Linked DNA regions of Anser cygnoides: region 2 is linked to region 1. The links are chromatin contacts, called in public Hi-C maps. All regions are on one chromosome and are shown on one strand. The core of a region is the stretch at or near the end of the contact, and the rest is flanking DNA. Distances in the headings are between cores, read along the strand shown. Region 1 holds the start of MTG2 (mitochondrial ribosome associated GTPase 2). Region 2 overlaps TAF4 (TATA-box binding protein associated factor 4).

The links. Hi-C and Micro-C count contacts between places; a contact is called where the count stands out from the background.
Region 2: a Hi-C map of fetal liver shows a contact between it and region 1, with 1.7 times the contacts expected there. The contact joins the enhancer-like site here to the promoter of MTG2 in region 1. A contact is called at or near these places in 4 of 7 Hi-C or Micro-C datasets (fetal liver, granulosa cells and liver).

What each region holds. Positions count from the first base shown.
Region 1 is chr16:3,813,052-3,819,469 of Taihu_goose_T2T_genome, forward strand. It overlaps MTG2 (mitochondrial ribosome associated GTPase 2), which reads right to left and starts at 2,640. Exons shown (of 6, transcript XM_013188917.3): 1 at 2,421-2,640; 2 at 1,115-1,262; 3 at 386-501. The coding sequence starts at 2,594. It overlaps SS18L1 (SS18L1 subunit of BAF chromatin remodeling complex), which reads right to left. Exons shown (of 10, transcript XM_048074575.2): 9 at 5,465-5,592; 10 at 2,986-5,259. The coding sequence ends at 5,233.
Region 2 is chr16:3,877,108-3,883,419 of Taihu_goose_T2T_genome, forward strand. All of the region lies in intron 2 of TAF4 (TATA-box binding protein associated factor 4), which reads left to right. Among named protein-coding and RNA genes, the nearest start is that of TAF4, 12 kb to the left of the region's middle. Within about 2 kb of position 2,669, at least 1 of the 3 cell types and tissues checked has open chromatin away from gene starts, as enhancers often do. A contact at or near this core is called in fetal liver, where this site is marked.

The DNA.
Region 1 (6,418 bases), core at 1,390-3,889:
CTCCTTTCAAGCACAGAAGCTTAACAATAATGAGCTTACAAACATATTGTAGGTGTGCACCAAAATGGGCATACTGAAGAAAAAAAATATATGAAAGAAAGTAAGTCTGCTCCTACTTAACAAATTCTGCGTTCTGCTTTCTCTAGGCATGTTACCCCAGAAGAGAAAACAAGTCAGGACAGCATTTTAGTCAGATGTACCTTCCACAGAAGTCTAATTTTGATGAACAATTTACAGCAGTTTGATCTGCCTGTGTGTCAACCAGCCCTGTTCCTGCGGGGACAGCATACAAGGCTCCTTGTAAAAATGTACAGGAGAATTTTCTCCCATCCACCATGAAAATCAACAATGTAAATATAAAGCTAACATAGCAGCCAGAACTTACCTTAACATACACACTTGCACCATTGGCTCCGTAACAGTTTTTGCTTCCTCCTCTTCCTCCACGAACACCCTGATAGAAAGGGAGGACTGAAGAAAGTGATTTCATTTGCTGATCGGCTGTAAAGCAAAACACATGGATCTTAAAAGGTGTTGTTTTAGTAGAACAGGCCAAGTAGAACAACCTCGTTGCTGTTCTTTCCTTTCTGAATAATGCATTAATACATATCCTATTCACTGTGTCAACATAGCATATCAGGGAATACTGATATTAATTTGAGTTGTGATGAAGTTCAACTGCCTTTACTTATCTCTTTAGGTTTGTTAACGATGCATTTCATTAAGTGGCCATTCCAAAATGGACAGAACCTTTACAAAATACTCTGGAAAATGCATTTGCCGGATTAGCAGATTTTGCAGGAGGGTGATAGCAGAAGCAGCTTTATCTAGCTTAAGAGTAAAACTTGTTGGGTTACCATTACAGTCAGGCACCAGCCACTAAAACTTCTGCAAAATACCGTGTTTTTTAAAATGCTTTCTAGGAACTCTCCTAAGGCCTTTGGTGTCATTTATGTCCTTTTTACCATGGCTCAGGACAAAGCATAAAAAACAAAGGCAGCTTAGAGAGAAATTACCTTTTTTTTTTCCTTTTTCCTTTTTTTTTTTTAAACTAGGGGAGTAAGATGTTAAAAGATAAGACAACAGGAGACAAAACAGATTTGTTGACTTTTACCTTTCAAAACAACATGACCTCCATCACCCCCATTTCCGCCATCAGGACCTCCAAATATTTTTCGAGGTTCGCTATAAAAGGAATGACCTCCGTCTCCTCCTTGTCCTCCAACCACACGCACTCTCCGGTGATCCACAAAATAGCGCGTCTGCAAAGAGGATGAGGTTTGTACCTTGGAAGTGCAGTTTATCAGAGTCACCTTCCAGCAAGCTGACCGTTCTACAGAATTTAATAATATGCAGACCTGCTGTTTTCTGTCATGACAAGTTCCGCTGAACAGGTGAAAAAGATTTCTGCTGTCATTCACATGTCACTTAAATACAGCTTACTAAGTATAACACTGAAGAAAATTAGGTCTTATTTTTCAAATATTTTTAAGAACCACGTTAAAACATTGCAAGTACATGCCAGAGGTTATATTGATATAACCTAATAAAGCAGCTCAGATACCAGAAGTGCAGAATTCATGTTAGAAGAATAATAACAGGGAAAGTATTGTTTTAATACAGTTACATACTGCTAACACTGGTAGCTTAAGAGCACTACCACACTACAAACCGGAATCATCCAGTAGTTGTGTTCCTACACATGAAAATAAAATTGAAAAGAAATCTTTTTAAATGGAACTAAAATTTACAAAGAGGACATAGTGCCTGTGGGGGAGAGATGTTCTCATAGTGATTCACTGCCTTCTATATCAGGTGATGAAAGTAATGCAAACTTCAATCTTTTAACAATTAAGAAAACTATTATAAAGAAAAAGAATAATCTTATTTGAAAACTGAATAAGTAGAATTAACTTTAATGTAAGTCATAGCCAGTTACTTAGGGGGTAAAGAAGATACAGCATGGAGAGGATTCCAGGTTTTGGCCTTATTTCTGACACGAACTTCGTATCTGACTTCTGGCAAACCAACTGTTCTGCACTGCGCTTCAGCTTTCCTGTCAGCAAAGAAGGGTTTTGCTAATTAAATAGCCCAAGGAGTATACGTGGGATAAAGCAGCATTGTGATATCAAGCTAAGCAACTGCAAAAGTACAGAACTCTCGCATAACTCAAGTCACGCCATGCCCTGTGATTTCTTAAAAATCCTCTCTTAGAGAAGTGTATGGCACCACCATACGGCAAGACGGGAAACTAACGCTGCGAACTGAAAGTGACGTATCGATCACTCAGAAATAACAAATTCTATCTAAGCCTAAACAGAAGAACACGAGGGAGGAGCTCTTCGCACATCTCGTACACAAAGCGCAGCCAGCCCGGCAGCTGATGCCACCCAGGACACGCCGTTTACCTCAGGACTTACCAATTTCCTTTCCGAAATGGCTCTTTTTTGCCTCAGCCGCCTGTTCTTCCCGCACGCGACGCGAGTTGTGGAGAAGGCCGGCCTCCCCAGCAGCAGCAGCCCCAGCAGGGGAGCGGCCCGGCCGCCCAGCACGGCCCCGCTCCGGGGCAGCGCCACTGCCCCACACAGCGCCATGGCTCCGCCACGGCCGGGACGCGCAGCCGCGGCCCGCCCCTGCCCCAGCCCCGGCCGTTGGGGAAGGGCGGGAAGGCGCCGCCCGCCGCCTCCCCTCAGCCCCGCCTCGGAGGCCGCTGCCCTCACAGCGAGCCCGCGACACCGACGTAACGCCCGTGAGGGTGCCGCCGGGCGTCGCTGTCTGCCTCGGGGGTCCCCTTGAGCCTGTCAGCCCTCTCGCCTCGCCTCACGCATCGTTAATCGGGCGTTAATTAGGCACCCACCCATCGCCCTCAGCGTTGGAGTCGGGACAACCTCTGGGCGCACCGAGTGGGTGCGACCCCAAGGCATCTCCCCTTGCCCTTTGTTGTTTCCACTCAAAAAGTCTGTGTCGTAAGAAAAGCACCACCAATTTCATTTCCAGATAATTTTTAACCTAAACAATTGTCAAGCATTCTGTATTACAAAACAGAAAATGATACAGTTAATGGGAGAATTCAAAATGCTGGCATCACTTTGTTTCCACATTGACACATAAAAATGAACAACACATTAAATAAACGTTTTGTTATTAACAATTAGAAATATTAACACCAAAATCATGTATAAATTAGGAAATAAATGTACAAACTATTTCCAAAGTGCTCTTTCAAATACATTATATACACAACATTCAAGAAGTTCTTAATGTAAGACATTTCAGATTGATGTAATGTTGCTGTTTCATTTTAAGTGTTGATCGTATTCTCTCAAAAGTATTTCAGCACTTTCAAAAACCACATAAAAAGGCATATTTCCAAGCTGGCAAAGAGCAATATTGCATTCTTCTGGCTACCTGTAATATCAACATATTGTAAAGAAAACAACCTTATTTCCTTTCTGTTCCTTGATATTTGAGAGTACTTATTTGTATGAAAACACCAGCAGGAAGGATGAGAGAAATGACGACTGACCAGAAATATCTTCTGTTTTATCAGTTATTAAAAATATTAATGTTGCAAGGGCAGTGCTTGGACATTTGACAGCTGTCACATTTGATAGCAACACTGATCTTTAGCTGTCCAGTTAAAAGATTTTCCTCTACAGGAAAAAAAGTAATGAAGTGAGAGTTTTTTTTTAATTTTACTTGTGGTCTTGGTTTTTCAAAATACGAAGTACCAAAACTCAAAATCCCATAAATACACCAGTTTAGACACATGAAAGGAGAACATCCTACAACATAGGGTAAATTTACTCTATATTGTAAATTTTCAGTTAGTCTCCTATTCAAAATTGCTCATGGACTATAATCATCCTAGCCTTTTGCCACAGAGAGGTTTGGACATGTTACTTCATTCAGCAGTTATATAAGCACTTTATAAGTGCTTTATTCAACACTTTATAAGGACATATAAAAACAGAAGTGACTTCAATTGTTCATACTGGCTTTTACATACCACTAGCTCATATTTCTAAAATCTCCCTCTATAGGTATTTTCTCACTGGTTGACTCCATTAACAATTCCCCTCTCTGTATGTATATTGTTTCACAATTAAAGCTGAAATTAGTTGCTTTTCTGGGGAAAAAAATAAAAAGGATTTTTCTTTTTTCTTATGAACTATTTCTGTCACGGTACAAGAGAAAAATGAATGTGATGGTAAGCTGTAAGAACAGTCAACCATAAAATTGACAATATTTATGGTTATAATGCTTGCTGGAAAATCTGAGCAAGGGCTATGGGAGAATCAGAAATAAAGGAGGATGCCAGCCACCTGCCTGTGAAATTTGGCATGAAAATGTATATAAGCACGTTATAAAAATTGGAGTAGCATATTTAAAACCGGAATTTTGCCAGATGTTTTTCTCAGCTAAGCACAATAAGAAGCAATATTGACATCTAGTAGGCTGACACTGCAGATCTCAGAGCTCCCTTCTATTTTTCTTTCCATAATAGAAACATCTTAGTTTATACATATGCATATATAAAATGTGGCCCTAGTGATTAACGTATCTTTGAATATAGGTTTTGATCATCTTTCTGTACCGTTTACAATAAAAACATGGATTTATGAAATTACTGAATTATAAGACTTGGGTAGTTCGCTCTCGTAGGTATTGCAGACATTGCAATTAGTCTTACTTTTATCATATAGCATGAAACTGTCTTCACATAAGGAATGTAACCTCCCCATTATTCTTAAGAAGTAAAGTTAAGAGCCATGGATTTCAGCAGCTGGCAGGTAATCCGTAATGCATTTAGTTAAAAAAACGATCAATGACCTACTGTAGGATACTTCCCCGGGCTGAGATATGACTGAATGGCTTTGTATTTAGCCAGAATGCCGAACAGCCTGGCTGTCTTCCAGAACGGGGCACAACTGTGATCAAATGATCCTAAAGCTATTTAGAAACATCAAGAATGGGGGGGAAATTAAAAACTTCTGCATTGTATCAACATACAGTACTATACACAGCACCAAATATCAAACCATTAAAGCATTGTCTTGTTACCAGTAGTGCACTGCTTCATATCCAGCATGAAATGAACACTGTTCACATACAGACGCTGCTTTGTGCTAAGGGGTAACCAACATATTACAATTAATCAAAACTGTCGGTACATCCAGTTCAAAAGATGGATATACTATTGAAATGAATCTGACACAGGATCATATTCTTTTATTGCTGATAATTTCCGTATTGTCCCTATAAAAAAAAAGAGAGAAATAAAAATGTTGGAGAATAACATATCAGAGGTTTACAAACAGTGAGTTAATTTTCTGTTGGTTTACTGATGTTGAAAGACCCACCCAAGTATCATCAATATGCCTGCACCAAGTTATCAGATAGATTGATGTGAGGAGCTAGTAGATAAATCTGCTTTCTTATAGCAGAGATTTAGATGATTTACCTGCTCGTAGCCATAAGGCCTCTGTTGCTGAGCGGATGGTCCTGTCTGAGAAGCTCTGTAACTTCCATATTGCTGCCCCTGTCCCTGTTGGTAGCTGGAATACTGTGAAGATGCTCCTTGTGCAGGACCTGAGAAGACAACGAAATCTATTAATAAGGCTTGATTTGCTAGGGGGAGTTCTTATGGTTAACAAAATGTAAAATGTGATGGTAATAAAGTAAGCTTTGCAAGTATGAACTGTGAGTAGATTTTGCCTAGACTTCCCCAAGCTGGTTCTACATCCCTCTGGGAAATCCTGTATTTCTCTGGTCTTCCAAAACGTTACCCTGAATCTACGGTTTTGAGAAGCATCAATAAGCTCCCAGCCACAACTTCCCCCTGCAAAAACAGAACAGGAGCAGAGTACTGCAGCTGTCCAGAGTGTCAAACTTAAGGAACCTGAGAAACATTAGCAAATTCTGCATCTTTAGAAAGAGGAATCCAAATGTTAACATTAAAAACTGAATTTTGGGTTTAATAGAAATCCTTTGCCTTGAAGCTAGTATTCAGAATATTCCCAATATCTCCAGCCCGTTTTTGTGCTGAATAACCTGAAATGGTTACTCACTTTCAGAGACTCGGATGCATGCAGCTGTCCAGAGAACTCAAAGGCAGCCATCAGACTTAATTTGATGACGATGGGGAGCACTGCTCCTGGTGACCAGAATGGTTCCAAAGCCCTGTGCCAGCGTTAGCTGCATGTTCAAATCACTTCCACGTTTTTCTTTTCACCTCAGTTCCAAGTCTACCAAGGATTAATATGACATTGCAAGAAACCTAATTGAGGGAGTAGTGATTCTCTGGATTGTTTATGTTATTTTTTATGCCAGCTGCAGAACCATTTGATGTGTAGGAGGCCTGAGAATGCATACAGTGACCTCCTACCAGTGCTTGTCAGGAAGTCAACATGAGGCG
Region 2 (6,312 bases), core at 1,419-3,918, 64 kb after region 1:
GTGTTTGGACGCTCAGTGAGCTGAGTGAGTTTCCCATCTCTGGAGTTACTGTGAAGTGCAACATCTTGGTTAGAGGACCACAAATTTGGTGCTGCCTGGGGCTCGAGTCACTAATACAGGGCACTGCAGCAAAGTTAGCAGCTGAAAATGAAAACGTACCGGCTCTGGACACTGATGTGATAAGACACAAATTAGTAGGTAATGCAAACGCTCTTCAAACGAAACCCTTCGGTGTATGAAAATCCTTACTGTTGTTTGTCTGCTCTGTCTCGGGAAATGATATGTAAATAAAATCCTAAGAAGTGTGTGAAGGAGTTCAGGAGCACAGTTAAAATACTGGGGGTAGCCTGAGTGGGTTTTAAGAGAAGAGGTCGGCTGGTGGAAAGCCTGCTCTCTGCTCTCACCAAAACTGTGACGAATAATGAGAGTCTCTTTGGTATGAAGCAGGCATAGAAACCACGTACAGACAGGGCACGTTAAACACTTCTTGGCTGCTATATGCACTTTTTGTCAGAAATACTTGAAACGAACATTTTAACCTGAAAATAACTCATCTTGTCAGCTCTCGTCAGGGTTGTTTGGTGTGTTGAAACTTTTTATGAATGTTTACAACTCCATTTATCTGTCTGAATCCGCTCCTGGAGTTTGCTGTCACTGCTTGATGTTAACAAGAAGGCTTTTGCCAGTTGGAAGGCAGTACGCGTTGCCGAGCTAACTTTTTGGTAGGTGTGCTACCCCTTGTGAGAAAAGATTTGACGAAGCAGCTGCACGAAAACACACAACTTTGAAAATGGTGCTTCCCACAACCGAAGGCAGCGATAGGAAGGAGTTTTCGGTGGTACCTTGCAGACAGCCGCTCAGTTTGTATCACAAACAACGAAGCTGAAGGAAGGCCGAGCTCAGAGAGCTTACCAGGAGCTTTGTGAGCGCCTGGCCGCTGTCGGGATGTTCCTGCCCGTGAGTCGTGTTACCTGTGAGCATCATGGCTTTCCCTCCTGCACGTCGGGACTGAAGCCTCGGCACATCTCTGACGGGTTGCACGCTGCTGTTTTAACAAGACGGTGGCTGTGCGGGTGCTTAGGAGCTGTGTTAGTGTTGTTACAAGTTGTTAATGCCCTGAGTTGAGTTTGGTTTTAAACTAATGAAGTTCTTGACGAAACGCAAGAAGTTGTAGCTTATTTATACTGATGCAGGCTTCCTAAAAGCTCTACAACCTTTTTTGTCTGGATGATGGCTTTGCTGCATCGCCCCTCCTGCACGTTTCCTCCTGGCAGCAGAAGGGAAACGGTTCATACAGCAGGCAGCTTTTACAGTGACACAGTTGTGTCCGTACTGCACGTTGTTACTCTGAATTACTGGGGCAAAATGGTCCCGTTTCCACCTGAAACGTTGAGAGAAGTACAGAACCTGTATACAGGTGAGGCTGTAATTAAACAGCTGTAAAGATTGTGTGATCACTCATATTTCAAATTAAATGAGACCTTTTTCATCAAGACCACAGACACGAATAGGTTATCCTAGAAAAACGCTGCTGCCTCAGGAGCAAATTGTTATTATGTTTTTTCCCCTTCATGGACAGTTTTACCTCAGCTTAGTCTCATTTTTTTACCCCAGTTCTATTTTGTAGTAATTTCCTTCCAGAAATGCTGGTCTTTTTCTGGAGGCACGGGAGTCTGAAGGGACCGAGAGCCAAGTCTTTACCACAAAGCCTCCTGCCTTGGAGTAATTTTCTTCGTATGTCTTTAGTGGAATATTTAAGGTAAAATAAGTCTCCTTGAGGCCTTATTTATGCCTTTAACTAACTGGTTTTTTAATATAGATTTTTTTGGTGAGGACAAATCGTTGATTATCATCGCTATGTAACGGTATAGGTTATCAATATATAATCAAGAAAGAAGTGATAACTATAGGGAGCTGAGAGCAGGCTCTGCAGCGAGATCTATATAAGCAGGCTCAGCACCTCCTTGGCAGAGCTGTTCTTAAGGCCCTGTACAAATACAGATAGATAATCTGTCGCCCTGGAGCTCTTGTCAGGTTAGAAATAACATTTTAAAAATACGACTTTCTGTACTTGTATTACTAGTGATGAGAAAGTTACACTTGGATTATAAAGGGCTGACTCTCAGCAAAGTGCAGAAATAGGTTGTAAATCCTTTTACCCAGGGACAGTCCTTTTACTCGGTATTTGTACGGGATTTAGTGCAAGGTTTGACTGTTGCCACGCTCTTTGTGGTATTTAGAAAAGTATATTGAGAAAAATCGAGTAACTTCTTGATAGTGTAGAACTCTATAAATATATATAAGTTATTTATAAGTTGATGAATCAGAACCGTAAGTTATGAACACCACTTAGCTTTATTTTTGATGCTTTTTTCCTTCAAATGCATTCCTAAAACACTTTTTTTCCCAGTAATGCATTGCAGCCGGTACCTGGACAACTGGCAGCACAAAATCTGCATCAGTGCGTGATGTTATTTCACACGGCTAGTACGGCTGCTGTAAGATCTTGTCTTGAATCCGCCTGCCTATAAAAGTGGTCCAGCTTATTCCACCTGCTCTGAGAACCACACGCTGCCTGAGTTGCGCTGTTAAAAGCCATCCCAGTCCTTCTGCACAGAGCAAAGCACGTGCTGGGTGCTGCGCGGCCACCCAGTGCAGATCCGGCTGCGAAATATGCTGGAGATAGCAGCGAGTAAACAAAAGCTCGGCGCTGAGCTGCGGTGCCGTGCCCCCGTCCTTCTTACACGGCTCGGGGGGCAGCGAGGCTGTGGCAGGCTGTCTTCACGCCTCTCTCACTTTATTAATCAAGCAGCTCGGTGAGGGAGGGTTAGGTGTAGCCCGGCTGTCAGTGGTGCCAGCATCGGGTGCGTTTAAGCTAAGTGGCGGTGCGGCGAGTGGGACCAGTTGCGCCTGTGAGTCAGAAGCGCAGCTCCGAGGAATTGCAGCACCTGTGGCGAGAGGCAGAGGAGGTGACCCAAGCATGTTTGCTGAGGGATCGGTGGAGGAGGTGGAGGAGATCTCGAGTACGAAGGCTCAGAGTGGCCGGACTCTGCACAAGTTTGCAGGAACGCGTGAGCGGCTGCTAGTCCTTCACAAACATCCATGTGGTCACGTTTGCTTTGCGGTGGTGTTAAGAGTGGACGGGGAAAAGAGGCAAGCGGTCACGCCGCGAACTTGGAGCTCCTATTTCCTAGCATTCTTCCTTTTTTTTCCAGCGTATCGTTGGGTTTTCTTCCCTTCCCTCCCCTCCGTGGGGGAGGGGGAGAGCAGGCACTAATTATTTATAAGTGTTAGTCATACCCAGTCATTAAGCTTAGTCATTACTCAGGACTGTGCTTTTGACGGTTAGTAAAATCAAAACTAGGCTTCATTTTGCTTAAACGCGTTCCGAGCGCAAGCTTACAGGTGTGAAAATACTTTTATTTTTGTGTTCATACCCCAACCGAAACAGCAGCGCTATTTAATAAGTGTTGCTATCGGCCAAGTGACGTGCAACATCATGTCCACGGTGATCATTTGTATTTGAACTCGCAGGTATTGTGTTTGGCGTGTTCTCAAAGCAGGATACCTCCTGTGTCGGCAGTGGGAGTCGCGAAATCACAGGCTGCTTCTGCGGAGGAGGACTGGAAGTGAAAGCTTGCACTGGGGCTGCCCTGCTTGGTTGTCAGGGGAGTCGTCCAGCGCGGGGTCCCTGCAGCTCCAGGTGAAAAGGCAGCATCCGCAAAGCTTCGTGTCCCTGCCAAAATTACCAAGGTGTACCCAGAGCAGGGCATTCACGGGGTACTCAGTTGTTTCAGGGTGTTGCTTTTAGAAGGAAGGCGATGTGCATTTACTGCAGCGTTCCTCACTAGGCGTTTGTGTGCAGGCAGTGGTGAATTCAAAGCAGCGCGCCCATTTCCATTTCATCGCGTGCTTGAACAGCTCCCGTGTGTTGGTACACCTCGGTGTAGGCAATCTGTTGGCCAGAAAGGAAGACTGGCTGAGTTGTAAAATCTCCGCTTCAGAACGGCATCAAAAGAATTAGTAACCCTCTCTTCTGTGTCTTCCTTTCGCAAAAGCAAATCCGATTCTGGTATAGCCGTGTTGTTGTTTGATGCGAGTACGTTGAAATTAGCAGCGGAGCTAAGTCTGCATCGCTTCGAGATCAATAATTAAAGTAATTGGTTTAGATCCTGGTAGTGTTTTTTCTTTCTTAGTTCTTTCTGCATCAGCCGAAAGGCGGATTTGTGTGATGGTCGGGCTGCAGTTCGACAGGGCTCTCTGCTGTTCTGCCTCTATATGCTTGACTAGGAAGGAATGCTAACACGCTTTCAAGGAATATGGCTTTCCAGAAAAGTCAAAAGAGTTTCAGTCCACATCGGTGTTGAAGCATCTGTCAAATGCTTCCATATAAAAAAAGAGGTGTTTGTCAGAGCACTCGCACACCTTTCCAACTGAGCCCGTAACATTTCTCTGCATGGGATCCCTGTTGAACACGGTGGCTTTTTGGCATTCCAGCCTGACATTATCCCTTTCGCTGTATTCTTGGAATCAATACTTACAAGTTGTTCACTTCGCTTCTTGGAGAGTACAGGGAAGTTCTGTAGTTTGAAACTAACTTCTTGTGTAGTAGGAGTAAATAAAAGCTTTTCCTGTGCAATGGAGTTGCTTTTGTCTCCTAACTCTTTATAAGGAGTTATAAAATTATTATTATAAAGTTATTATAAAATAATCTTTTATTAAAAGTTTTTCATGATGTAGACTTGTGTACTTGATCTTAAAAACAAACAAAAAAAAATTCCTTGTGCTGTAGTCAGGATTCGTGGTGATTTTTGAGGTCTGTTTCATCTATCTTAGTAATAATCACAGGTCAGCTGTTCAAGAAGTAGAATTTCAGTTATGGTCCAAGTTGTGTGCGCACATGTGATGCGAGGGGAGAGCAGTGACAGGCAAAAGGACTGGAGTGCTGTAGGAAACTAGAGCGGTACCAAAACTTTTAGGCTTTGTGGCTAGGTGAAATCCGGCTTTGTTCCACCTTAAGCCCAGCAGGTGCTGAGCATTTAACAGCCAGCATTAAGGTGTGTGCAGCATCTTATGGCTGTGCACTCGGTCCAGCTGCACAAATCCTCGGCGTTCGGTGCTGTAGGGTGCCCGGCGCTCTGGTGCAGGGCGTGGGTGGACGTGGGCCGGGGTCTCGGTGTGCTGGACAGCTCTAGCACCTGCTGGCAGCCTTGTGGTCATAGGCCTGCCACTGCTGCTGGTTTGTGTTCCTGCAGGCTGTCTGGCACAGCGAGCCGTGGGTTTGTTTTCAGCCAGCTGCTTTGTGGGGTCTGAGACTTGTGCTGCGCGGGCTTAAGCACTGCGGTAACGCTTGTAGGGCCGAGACGCTTACAGATGTCACAAACCAACCAAGTTTGTTCATGAAGCTTAAGAGCTTGGATTGCTGAGCACCTCGAAGATTTGGGAAAGAAAATTCAAGTAAGGGTTTTCCCGGGTTGGTTGTGCAGCACAGCTCGCCTGAGGGTCCAGAGCACCTAAACTTTGTTCGCTCCCCACCCCGTGCCCTTACCCGCAGCGTGCCAGGAAATCCACGGCACGAGGAGGGGTCTGGGCTGCGGCTGAGAAACTGCCCCACTACGAGGTCCGGGCTCCCCTTCTGCTTCGTGGCATGCTCCCCTCTTGATGAGCCGCTGTCACAGTCTGTATGCGACAGAAAAACGGACGGAAATTTATTAATGGAAGCTCAGCTGAAGTCCTGACCTGTTTTTATAGCCCCAGCAATATGTCATGTTGAATCCAAGCGACTTTCAGTTTCCCTTTGAATCTGTGGCTAGTACTTGGCACTCTCTCGTGGGGTTGTGCAATAATTCAGGTAGGAAGGGACCTTTGAAGATCACTTGAACTAAACCTCAGCTCCAAGCACGGTGAACTTCAAAGCCAGGTCAGGTTGCCTGGGGCCCATTCCAGCACCCTCACCTTGCAGTGCCCCTGTGCTGTGCTTGTTCCACTTCGTCAGTATTTCTCCTGCTCTGAGGAGCCCCAAACTGAAGATATTCCACAGGCAACCTTGCAAGCGCCAGTTAATGAGACTCTCACTTCCCTGAGGAAGCTGGCTACATGCATGCTAATACGGTCCAGTACGTGGTTAGCTGCCTTCCCTGCAAGGACGTGCTGCTGACTCCTGTCCAGCTTGTGTCCACCAGGACCCCTGTGTTGTTTTCTTTCTGTAGAGCTTTGGTTTTCAGCCTGTGCTATAGCATGGGGTTCCTCTGTCCCAGGTTCAGGACTTGGTTGTCCATAGACTTTGTGAAGTTCGTATTGTCTTAATCCTCT